Linked DNA regions of Mus musculus: region 2 is linked to region 1. Evidence: chromatin contacts called from public ChIA-PET data. All regions are on one chromosome and are shown on one strand. The core of a region is the stretch at or near the end of the contact, and the rest is flanking DNA. Distances in the headings are between cores, read along the strand shown.

Evidence for each region. ChIA-PET counts read pairs in DNA pulled down with a chosen protein or histone mark.
Region 2: a contact with region 1 is called in an RNA polymerase II ChIA-PET map of memory CD8 T cells, with 154 read pairs. The contact joins the enhancer-like site here to the promoter of Mtmr12 in region 1. A contact is called at or near these places in 3 of 39 promoter capture datasets (the C10 cell line, macrophages and pre-B cells), 1 of 15 datasets of contacts at CTCF or cohesin (the NIH/3T3 cell line) and 4 of 115 datasets of contacts at active chromatin or transcription factors (effector CD8 T cells, embryonic stem cells, memory CD8 T cells and 1 more).

The regions. Positions count from the first base shown.
Region 1 is chr15:12,202,850-12,207,718 of GRCm38.p6, forward strand. It overlaps Mtmr12 (myotubularin related protein 12), which reads left to right and starts at 2,179. Exons shown (of 16, transcript NM_172958.4): 1 at 2,179-2,430. The coding sequence starts at 2,350.
Region 2 is chr15:12,008,669-12,013,537 of GRCm38.p6, forward strand. No RefSeq gene overlaps it. Among named protein-coding and RNA genes, the nearest start is that of Sub1, 15 kb to the left of the region's middle. Within about 2 kb of position 2,248, at least 145 of the 459 cell types and tissues checked have an H3K27ac peak or open chromatin away from gene starts, as enhancers often do. A contact at or near this core is called in effector CD8 T cells, memory CD8 T cells and microglia, where this site is marked.

The sequences.
Region 1 (4,869 bases), core at 929-3,428:
TTAACCTGAATTTGTTTCTCGGCACCAAAGTGGGGTATTACCAGTGCTCATAACTACAGCTTCAGGGAATATGACACCCCCCTGACAGATAGACACACACATCAAAATAAAATAAATCTTAAAAAAGTGTTTAAACAGGCAGTGGTGGCACACGCCTTTAATCCCAGCACTTGGGAGGCAGAGGCAGGCAGATTTCTGAGTTCGAGGCCAGCCTGGTCTATAGAGTGAGTACCAGGACAGCTAGAGCTACACAGAGAAACCCTGTCTCGAAAAACCAAAAAAAAAAAAAAAAAAAAAAAAAAAAAAAAAAAAAGAAAAAAGAAAAAAAGTGTTTATCAGTGAGTGAAACATGTATGAGTGGTGTACTCATACCTCTGCTTGTAACAGAGTACCTTACAGTTGATCGTTTATACACAATACAAAATTGCTTCTCACTGTTCCAGAGTCTAGGGAATTCCAGAATCAGTAGATTCCACGTTGGGAAGAGTGGGCCATTCAACGATGACACATTTTTTTTTTATTTTAAGATTTATTTATGTGACTACACTAGCTGTCTTCAGATACACCAGAAGAGAGCATCTGATCCCATTACAGATGGTTGTGAGTCACCATGTAGTTGCCGGGACTTGAACTCAGGACCTCTGGAAGAGCCATCAATGCTCTTAACCACTGAGCCAACTCTCCAGCCCAGAATGGTGACACATTCTTGCTGAGTTCTCTCAATGGGGGAGGGTTAGCCAGAACCCTCTGATCTCATAAGGGCATTCCTTCAAGGCTCAATAATCTCCAAGTCCACTTCTTCCTCACAGTATCACATGGGGGAGGGGGACGGACACAATCAGAAGAGGGTGGCAAACCAGCTGGTTTTTTGGTATTTAAAACGTTTCTTTTGTTGGCTCCCATTCCTGGGAAGTGTACAGACCCAGAGACAGTGTCAAGTTTTCAGAGTCGTATTACAACAGGGCTTGACCTTCAGCAGATGTTAAAGATCAGGGTGATCTAGTAACACTTAACGTTAGCTTGACGGCCGGCAGAAAGGGACATTTGCTTGGTGAATTTCTATCAAAAGCCAGCATTTCTGTTTATGGGTTGGGTCAGATCCTGGAAACAAAAGCAACAGAATCTGTCTGGCATATCGGAATCAGAGAGGTCACCTCTCCTTCCTGGGAACCAACGTGGAAAAGCACAGTTAATTGCTAGGTTTTGAGAGGAAGGTCTTATTTGTGATCTAGGTTGCCTGGGGACTTCCTAAGTAGTCCGAGCTGGCCACAAATTCACTATCTTTCTGTCTGGCCTTCCAGGTGCTGGAATAGCAGGTGTGCACTAACCACCCTTCCGTGTCACTTGTAGTACTTAGTTGGGAATTTTAAAAGAAATACAAGGGGGTGGTGCAGTTGGTCAGACTAAGGCATAGCAAGGTGCCTGACACTTGAAAAATTAACTGCAAATGTTTATTGGCTTTTCACAGTAGATGGAACAACTTCGGGTGAGCTGCATCGTATCTTATTCTTCTAACACAATGCTCCACAGGGAGAATTCAATTTGGTCTTGCTCACGCGAGGCAAGTGCCCCAAAGGTGGAATTCAAATGAATAGAAATGAATAGTGTGTGTGTGTGTGTGTGTGTGTGTGTGTGTGTTTTATTTGCTATCTTGGCTTAATATGAGAGGTTTGTCGATAACTTGGGAGAGCAGATAAGTCTTAAGGGCTTTTGATATCTTACCAGTTAGAAACCAAGCGACAAACAAAAGAAGTTTGAAGTTGAACACAACATTTTACGTCACTTTAGTCAGTTCCTATCCGCTCTGTCTCTCTTCATTCGTCTAAAGTCTGAACGTCGTCGGTGTGGTTTTGAAGCTTCTGCGGAGGCATTCTGTTCAGCAAGCTGAATTTCAAAGCTGCTGGCCAGTAAAAGAAGCAAAATGGGTAGAACGACTTGCCCGCAACAACTTAGCGACGGCAGGACCATTGGGCAAATGGCGACATTCTCGCTAGCCAATCGTGGGGAAGCCCGGAGAGAACGCTCTCCGCATTGGCTAGAGCAAATACCTCGGCCAACAAGGGGTGGGCGTGGCCAGTCCCATGCTGTGGGCGGGACCTCAGCCGGAGCAGAGCGAGCGGCGGTGGGCGTGTCCCACGGTCGCTAGGCGGGGCGCGTGGCCTGGGCGGAGCGAACGGTGTCAGCGGCGGAGCCGGATGCGGGCGGTACTGCTGCCGCCGCCGCGGCCCTAGGGATGGGCGGAGCCCCGGCCGCTGGTGCTGGTGGCCGCCGCCGCTGCCGGAACCTGAGCCGGAGCCGCCGCCTCTGCTGTCGCCGCGCTTCGGCTTCGTTGCTTCGCAAGGCGGCGGGATGCTGGGGAAAGGGGGAGTCGGCGGTGGCGGCGGCACCAAGGCGCCCAAGCCCTCCTTCGTGTCGTACGTACGCCCTGAGGTGAGAGTGCGCCGGGCGAGCGCGGCGGCGGGTGGAGCGGCCGGGGCAGGGGCGCTTCCTGCCGGGGTGCCGGGCGGGGCGCTCTGGGGCCTCCCGGGCTGGCCGCGGCCCGGACCCCTGCGGCAGGCCGGGCAGGTGCTGGGGCAGGGCCCTGTCGCTCGCCACCGCGCCTGTGGGCGGGAGCCGGAGCCCGGGAGGTCCGGCGGCTCCGGCGCCCCAGGTATCCGGGAAGGGAAGAGAAAGCTTGCGTGGTCGGGAACCCGACGGGGTTCCCCCGGCAGCCCGCAGCCCGGTGTGTGTGCTCTGCCCGGGACTTTTCTCCGCGAGTCCTGAGAGTTCGTCTCTGTCGCGGGTGGTGCACTGCTTTGCGTCCGCGCTGCTGTATGTGGGTCGGCCTTGGCCTCTTTCGGTGTCTGCCCAGAGCATCCTCCTCCCGCTTCTTCCCATTTCATCTCCCCCCTTCCAAACTGCAATTCTAGTCGAGAAGTGCATTCACTCGGGAAATACTTTCTGCGCTCCTACTGTGTGCCAGGTACGATCCTGGAAAGCTTGTGCTAAGTATCAGTGAACAGAACAAAGATCGAGCTCCTTGGGAGCTTATGTAAAAAGAAACAAACAGTCAACGATATGCGATTATTAATTGTATAGTACTTAGAAGATGGTGGGGACAAGGAATCCTTTCATTCTTGCAAAGGTGGTATTTCAGTCAGGACGTTAGAGGACGTTAGGTCTAGGTAAGGAGTCCTGGACGGCCCCAGGGAAGGCTGCCAGTTCTGGAGTTCCGTGAATGAGGAGGACATTGAAGAGATCAGAACTAGAGCATGTTGAAGACTTCTGGAGCAGTCGTTCCTTACCTTTTAGTAGACTCCTTCTCATTTTCGATTTGTGAAAGTTGTGTGCGGTTTTTTTTTTCCCTGCTTTTGCAATTTTGTTTGTTTGTCTCTCGATTATGTAGCCTGGCTGTGCTGGAACTCACTATGTAGAGCAGTCTGGCCTCGAAGTCACAGAGCTCTGCTTGCCTCTGCCTCCCGAATGCTAGAACTCAAGGTAGTACGACCATGCCTAGCTTCTGCAATCTGTCTGTGTGCAGGTAGATGCTCTACCAAATTTACTGCCTCCAAATGTCTTCCCACTTCTCACTTGCTAAGGTGGAAAACAGGTGGGCCTGAAATGAGATATCAGAGACCTGGGGCCTGCAGCATTTGCATGTGTGTCTTGAAATCAAGGCATCTAGTGGAGAGTACTAAAATGGAACCTATTTTCAGTCGTAATTTTCAAATAAAAACCACTTCCTCTGTCAGAACTTGATATGGAGAGACAGGGTCACCTTACATTTCACCCTGTAGTCCATAGAGGTAATGTGGTCAGGTTCTCTTTGTCTTTCTTTGATAGCACCCTAGTTGAACGCTAACTGCCTTTGACCTTTAACCTTTAACCTTTCTCATTTAGTGAGAGTAAACTGCAAGTGAAGAGTCTTCTGAAGTCTGGCCAGAGTTCAAGAGTGCGCCAGTCCTTCATCTGACTGTGCAGTTTTTGCCATCAGCGCTGCTCTGTCTCCCTTGAGAGGCAGTAGGGAAAGTGGTAGCTCAGCTCACTGGACTCATGGCTTTGGGGTCTTCTTAGAGGGCAGCTTTGTGTTTTTGTGTCTAAGACCGTGCTGTGAGGATGCTGTGCGTCTTTGTTGTAGTTGGTACTGGCTAAGATTCTCTATTCAACTGTGCATGGTTTATTAAAAGACAATGGTGGGAGGAGGTGAGAAAACAGCTTATTTTTAAGTAGATGGCTTCACTAGCCATCACATTTCCGGAAATGGACAAGCAGCACTGAGATGTTGCTTGCGTGTGACCCAGAGCCCTGAGTCTGATACCTTTCTGGGTCACCTTGGGAGAGCCTCAGAGCACTTTTATGAAGACTGGCATCCACTATTTTTACTCTTCTTCATCTTTGATTGTACTATCTGCCTGCCTTGTGTGTCCTGCGGGTGGTGTGGTGTGTGTGTGTTTTATTTTGGGTGTTTAGCTATCCCACTCTGAACCATACCACTCTGTAGAGACCCATTGTCACCTGACACCCCTTTTCCCTGCATGCAGTTCTGGAGAGAGAACACAGGCCTCCACCATGATAAACAAGTATTCTACCACTGAGCCCCAGGCCAGCCCGCCTTTCTTTGTACCACTTTTCCTAGCTGGTGAGTTTGCAGTTTCTGAGATGCTTTCTTGTTGGCGGATGACGTCGGTGGCCAGAACCCTTTCACCTTTTAATGCAGTTACGCCTGGTCCTGCTGATCAGAAGTGGGAACTCCAGAGGCAGAAGCCTTCACTAAGGCAGAGCACGGTCTGTCAAGAGTCAGCACTGAAGTTGTTAAACATGATCATATTTTTCCCTCTTGTGATCCAAAAGGACTGCAAATGACAGCCTAACATGAAGGGTAATGGTTAA
Region 2 (4,869 bases), core at 998-3,497, 190 kb before region 1:
CTCCCCTCCCCCCTTTATAAGCACAGTTGCCATTAAACATTTGAGCCTTGATCAGAACATTGTCTTGGCTCCATTTCTCTCTCATCCGCCTAGTTTCCCTTTCTTTCAGCGCCAGCCTGCCACACAGGTGTACCCCGTCCATGTGAGCCGCTGGATGGCCGCAACAAACTACCACATGATCCACCTATACAACTCTTGGGATGTATCCAAGGACTCCATAGTCTTACCGGACAGATACTTGCACATTTGTGCCTCTTTCTACTCTACCTGAAGTAGCAAGAAGACGGACCCAGTCTTGGTGCTCACCAGCTGATGGACAGAGGATGGAAATGTGGTACAGATACATCATGGAATTTTCCTTGGTTACAAAGAAAATGCAAATTACAGGGAAATGGGTAGACTTAGAAAGTATAACACAAAACAAGAAAGAAAAGTTAAACTACTTTGAGACATCACTTCCTTCCAATCAGAATGGCCATTATCACAAAATCTGACCACGCATACCGGTAAGGACGTGGAGAAAGAGGAACCACATTCCTCTATTATATTAAATTACTCAAATTCAAAAACCACATGCTCTCTCTCATATGTAGTATCTAGCCTTTAGTGTGGTGTGGTGTGGTGTCTGTGTATATGTGTGTTTGTGTGTGTAGATTAGGGTAAAATCTAAAGCTAGAAAGGAGAGCAAGAGAGTAAGATTAGGTTATGAAACAAGACCGGGTGGGCAGGGGGTGGGGGGTGGACACATGGGACATAGGAGAAGGGGCTGGAAGGGGGAGGGAGTAGCAGGGAGATAGGGGAAGGTAGGGGTAAGGAGAATCTAGTAAGACACAATTTGATTGAAAATGCCATAATGATATATAGTATTCTGTATGCTAATTTAAGAATTTTAAAATTATTTAAAAATCAGAAGATTGGGCTGGGTATGTGTGCCTGCCCTTAGTCCCAGCACTAGATGGATAGGGACAGAACCGGGCAGGACTCTATAAACTAGGGTCTGTATATGAAATTCCTGGTGAGACTGGGACTCAATAAACAGTAAATAGTTCATTCATTCATTCATTCTTTCATTCAACCAGGGCCAGTGAGATAGCTCAGTGTTAAAAGCTCTTGCCACAATGGCTGACAACCTGAGTTCAATGCAAGGAACCAACAGGAAGGCAGGGGAGAGCCAGGGGAGAGACCTCTCGGTGTACTCCACAGTTTTGAAGATAGGAGGGGGTGGAGAGATTGTTCAGTATTTACTCCCTGCTTTTCCAAAGTCTCTGAGTTCAGTTCCCAGCTCCTGTCTCGTGCACATCACACTAAGCAGCTGTAATTCCAATCCAGGAGATCTGATCCGGTCCCCCAGCCTCCACGGGCATCTACACTCAAGCATCCACACATACGCATACACGTACAAAAAAAAAAAAAAAAAAAAAAAAAAAAGCCGGGCGTGGTGGCGCACGTCTTTAATCCCAGCGCTCGGGAGGCAGAGGCAGGCAAATCAGCCAGAGCTATTATACAGAGAAACCCTGTCTCGAAAAACAACAACAAACAAACAAACCCTAAGAAACACTAAAAGATGTGAAATTGGAAGGAAAAGAAAACAGAATGTAGAGGAAGAGGGTTGTTAAGGAAACGTAAGGGAAGGTTCATAATGAAAATATAAGAATCCCCTCGGGGTGGGGGTGGGGGTGTTGCTTTCAATAGGTAAAAATGCATTTCCTCCTTCAGCTGTGACTCAGCCGCCAGGCACCATCCGGGATGGCACACCCTGTGCAGGTGTGAAGAGCAGGCACTCTTAGCTCAGAAGGAGAAGTAGACCGTTTTCGCTTTGACTCACCCTTGTTTGTGTGTGACCAAAATAACGCTATCTACGAAAAGTTTCTGGAATCAAAAGGTTAATAATACCCGGTAGCTTTCGAGGCAGTCCCCTGACCATTGGTGCAGTTTCTGCTCATTCGGACCCATTAGCAGCCACCACTGGGAGCAGGGAGGAAGAGATGCGGCGGCGTGAGGATGAGGAGGGCACAGCTACACTTCCCTTCCCCATCTTCAGATTCTCTTACACGGCAAACCGCAGGCGCAGGACATTCCTGTGCTGGCCCGCTGGCACCGCGAGCCCACGAAGGGGTGGATGCACAGTCATTATCAGCGGCTGCGTTGCTGTCCTTGTCCTTTTTGTTACCGAGTAGTAGGTGAGCACTGTATGTGTTGGCAGCATCTCAGTTGTTGCTGAATAAACAGGGACTTTTATTCTTTAACCCAGCAAGATCAAGTCAGTAGCTACTGAGGTTGACTGACTCAGAAAGGTGCCATACCAGCCGCTTGGAAACGAAAGCAAAGTGACTGCTAGCGGGTGTGAAGTTTCTTTCCCCGGAAATAAAAACTGGGCCAGATCTGTGATCAGAGCATGCTAAAGCCTTCCAAATCATATACAGTTTAAGAGGTTGAACTTAACGCTATATGAGTTATAGTCCTATCTTTTGACAAGAAAATGATTAAAAAGTAGTTAGTGTGTGCCAGGAATCTGTACTAGGTACTGGATTAATAATAATAATAATAAAAATAATAATAATAATATTTAAAGCTCATCCTTTTGAGTCACTTACTATGTGTCAGACTTGGTCCTGAGATATTCTTTGTAGATATTCTCTGACTTTCTTAAGAGAGCCTTAGGACCTTGTTTAAGACAAGGGACAGATTCACAAAGCCCCTTGCTCAAAATCACACACGTAAAACTAGATCAAATCAAATGAATCTGCATTTTTTAGGCGGTTTTGTGTTCAAATAACCATCAGTTAGTTGGTTGGTTAGTTGGTTGATTTTGTGTTTAAATGTTATTAGGTTGGTTGGTTGACTGACTGGTTGGTTGGTTTGACATTGGAAACTGAACCTGAAACCTCTCACAAGTTAGACAAGTTTTATCATTGAGATAAATATGTGGCCCTCCTCACATTGTTTGTTTGTTTGTTCGTTTGTTTGTTTGTTTGTATTGAGACAGGATCTACTAGGGCGCAGACTAGACTTGAACTCTCCCTGTAGCTCAGGTAAACCTCAAGTTTGCGATCCTCTGGCCTCAGCTCCTTGAGTAACTGAGATCACAGGTATGACCCACCACCATGATACTTTTGGTTTCTTGAAACAGAGTCTTAGTATGAAGCCCAAGCCATCCTCAAACTTGTGGTCCACTTGCCTCCACCTCCCAAGTGCTGTGATGACAGGCGTTTACCATCATGCTTACCTTAAACATCATCCCCTTCTTACGGTCCAACTTAACTGGAAATGTGGGTCCGTTTTCTCCGTTGCACGGGTCAGACTGTAGTATCAAGACTATGCTGCACAGAACCACAAGAACATAAGAGCCCACATCTATGAATGACAACACACTCCAGAAAGCAAGTCACAGCAACAAGAGGCAAGCTTCTTTGTAGAGCCACAAAGAACTTGGGTTATGTCTGATGGAATGCCTGACTAACAGACCAGAGCTGTCGAACTCCAATGTACTCACTCACTCTTACCTGCTGGTCATTCAAATCTAAAGATGGCCAAATACACAATGCACCAGCAAACTGGAATTAAAAAATTGAAATGAGTAACCTCCTTACATTATGATGGAGCATAGAGTTTACCTAACAGAGAACACAAAACAGTGGCTGGGCCAAGTAAATGGCTAGCTCTTACACAGCAAGAAGCTTGGAGGCCAGCAGTCCAGGCATGAAGGACTGACTACCTCTGTGATTCTATTAGAGACCAGGCTATAGCTACCTTCCTACTCCATGTGCTATTCTGGGAGGATAACAATAATACTGTATGCCAGTCATATCCACTCCCATTTACTAACTGATTGGTGAATTTTGAGACAGCCCTATGTAGCCCAACCTGGCCTCGAGGTAGGGTTTTGTAAACAAGAGCAACTTGGGGAGGAAAGAGCTTATTTCAGCTTCTGTGTCCTAACCACAGTGCAGCATGATGGGAAGTTAGAACGGGAACCTGGAGGCAGTAACTGAAGCAGAGGCCGTTAAGGACTACTGCTTACCAGTTTGCTTCTCAGGGCTTGTTCAGCCTGCTTTCTTATGACGCATGGATCCACCGGCCTAGGGGTAGCACAACCCACAGAAGCTGGGCCCTCCTATACCAATCAAGAAAATGCATCATAAACTTGTCCATGGGCCAATCTGGAGGGGTCGTTTTCTCTGTAAAGGGTACCCCTTCTAAAAGGACTCTAGCTTGTGCCAAGTTGACATAAAAGTAGCCAGCAGATTGGAAACTGGAGGTGATCTTGAACTTCTGATGTTCCTTCCCACAGGTATGTGCTACCATGTCCAGTTTCTGCAGTGGTGGAGAATAGAACCCTAGGTGTCATGTATGTCCCAGGCCCTTCAAATCTCTTTGTAAAGAGCTATCCCTTAAATCCCTCCCAGGTTTGACCACTTGGCAAGAACTCTGTCGGGGCTTCTATGAAGACTACAAAATGTGATTATTTTTAAGCTGGCCACATTTATTATCTATTCATGATGGATAGTGAATATTTAAAGTCAGCTAACACACTGAGCCGCAAACAGGAAGAAAGTGCAAAAATGTGGGCAGATACATGTCAACAAATGTTTCTTATAGGGATTTGAACTCATGTCTTCTCATTGAGTCAGTATGATTAACTCCAGGATATGCTGACTCCTTAAAAGTTATACAGTCTAGAAAAATATACACTCAAGCTAATACATCATAAAAAGGTATATGTTGTATAAATATATACATATATATATGTGTATATATAGATATATATAGATATATATAGATATAGATATATATCTCTCCTTGTTTCATATTGACACAAACTTTGTACCTCTAAACAGCATGAATGAATTACCTAGTAGTCTAGTTTGC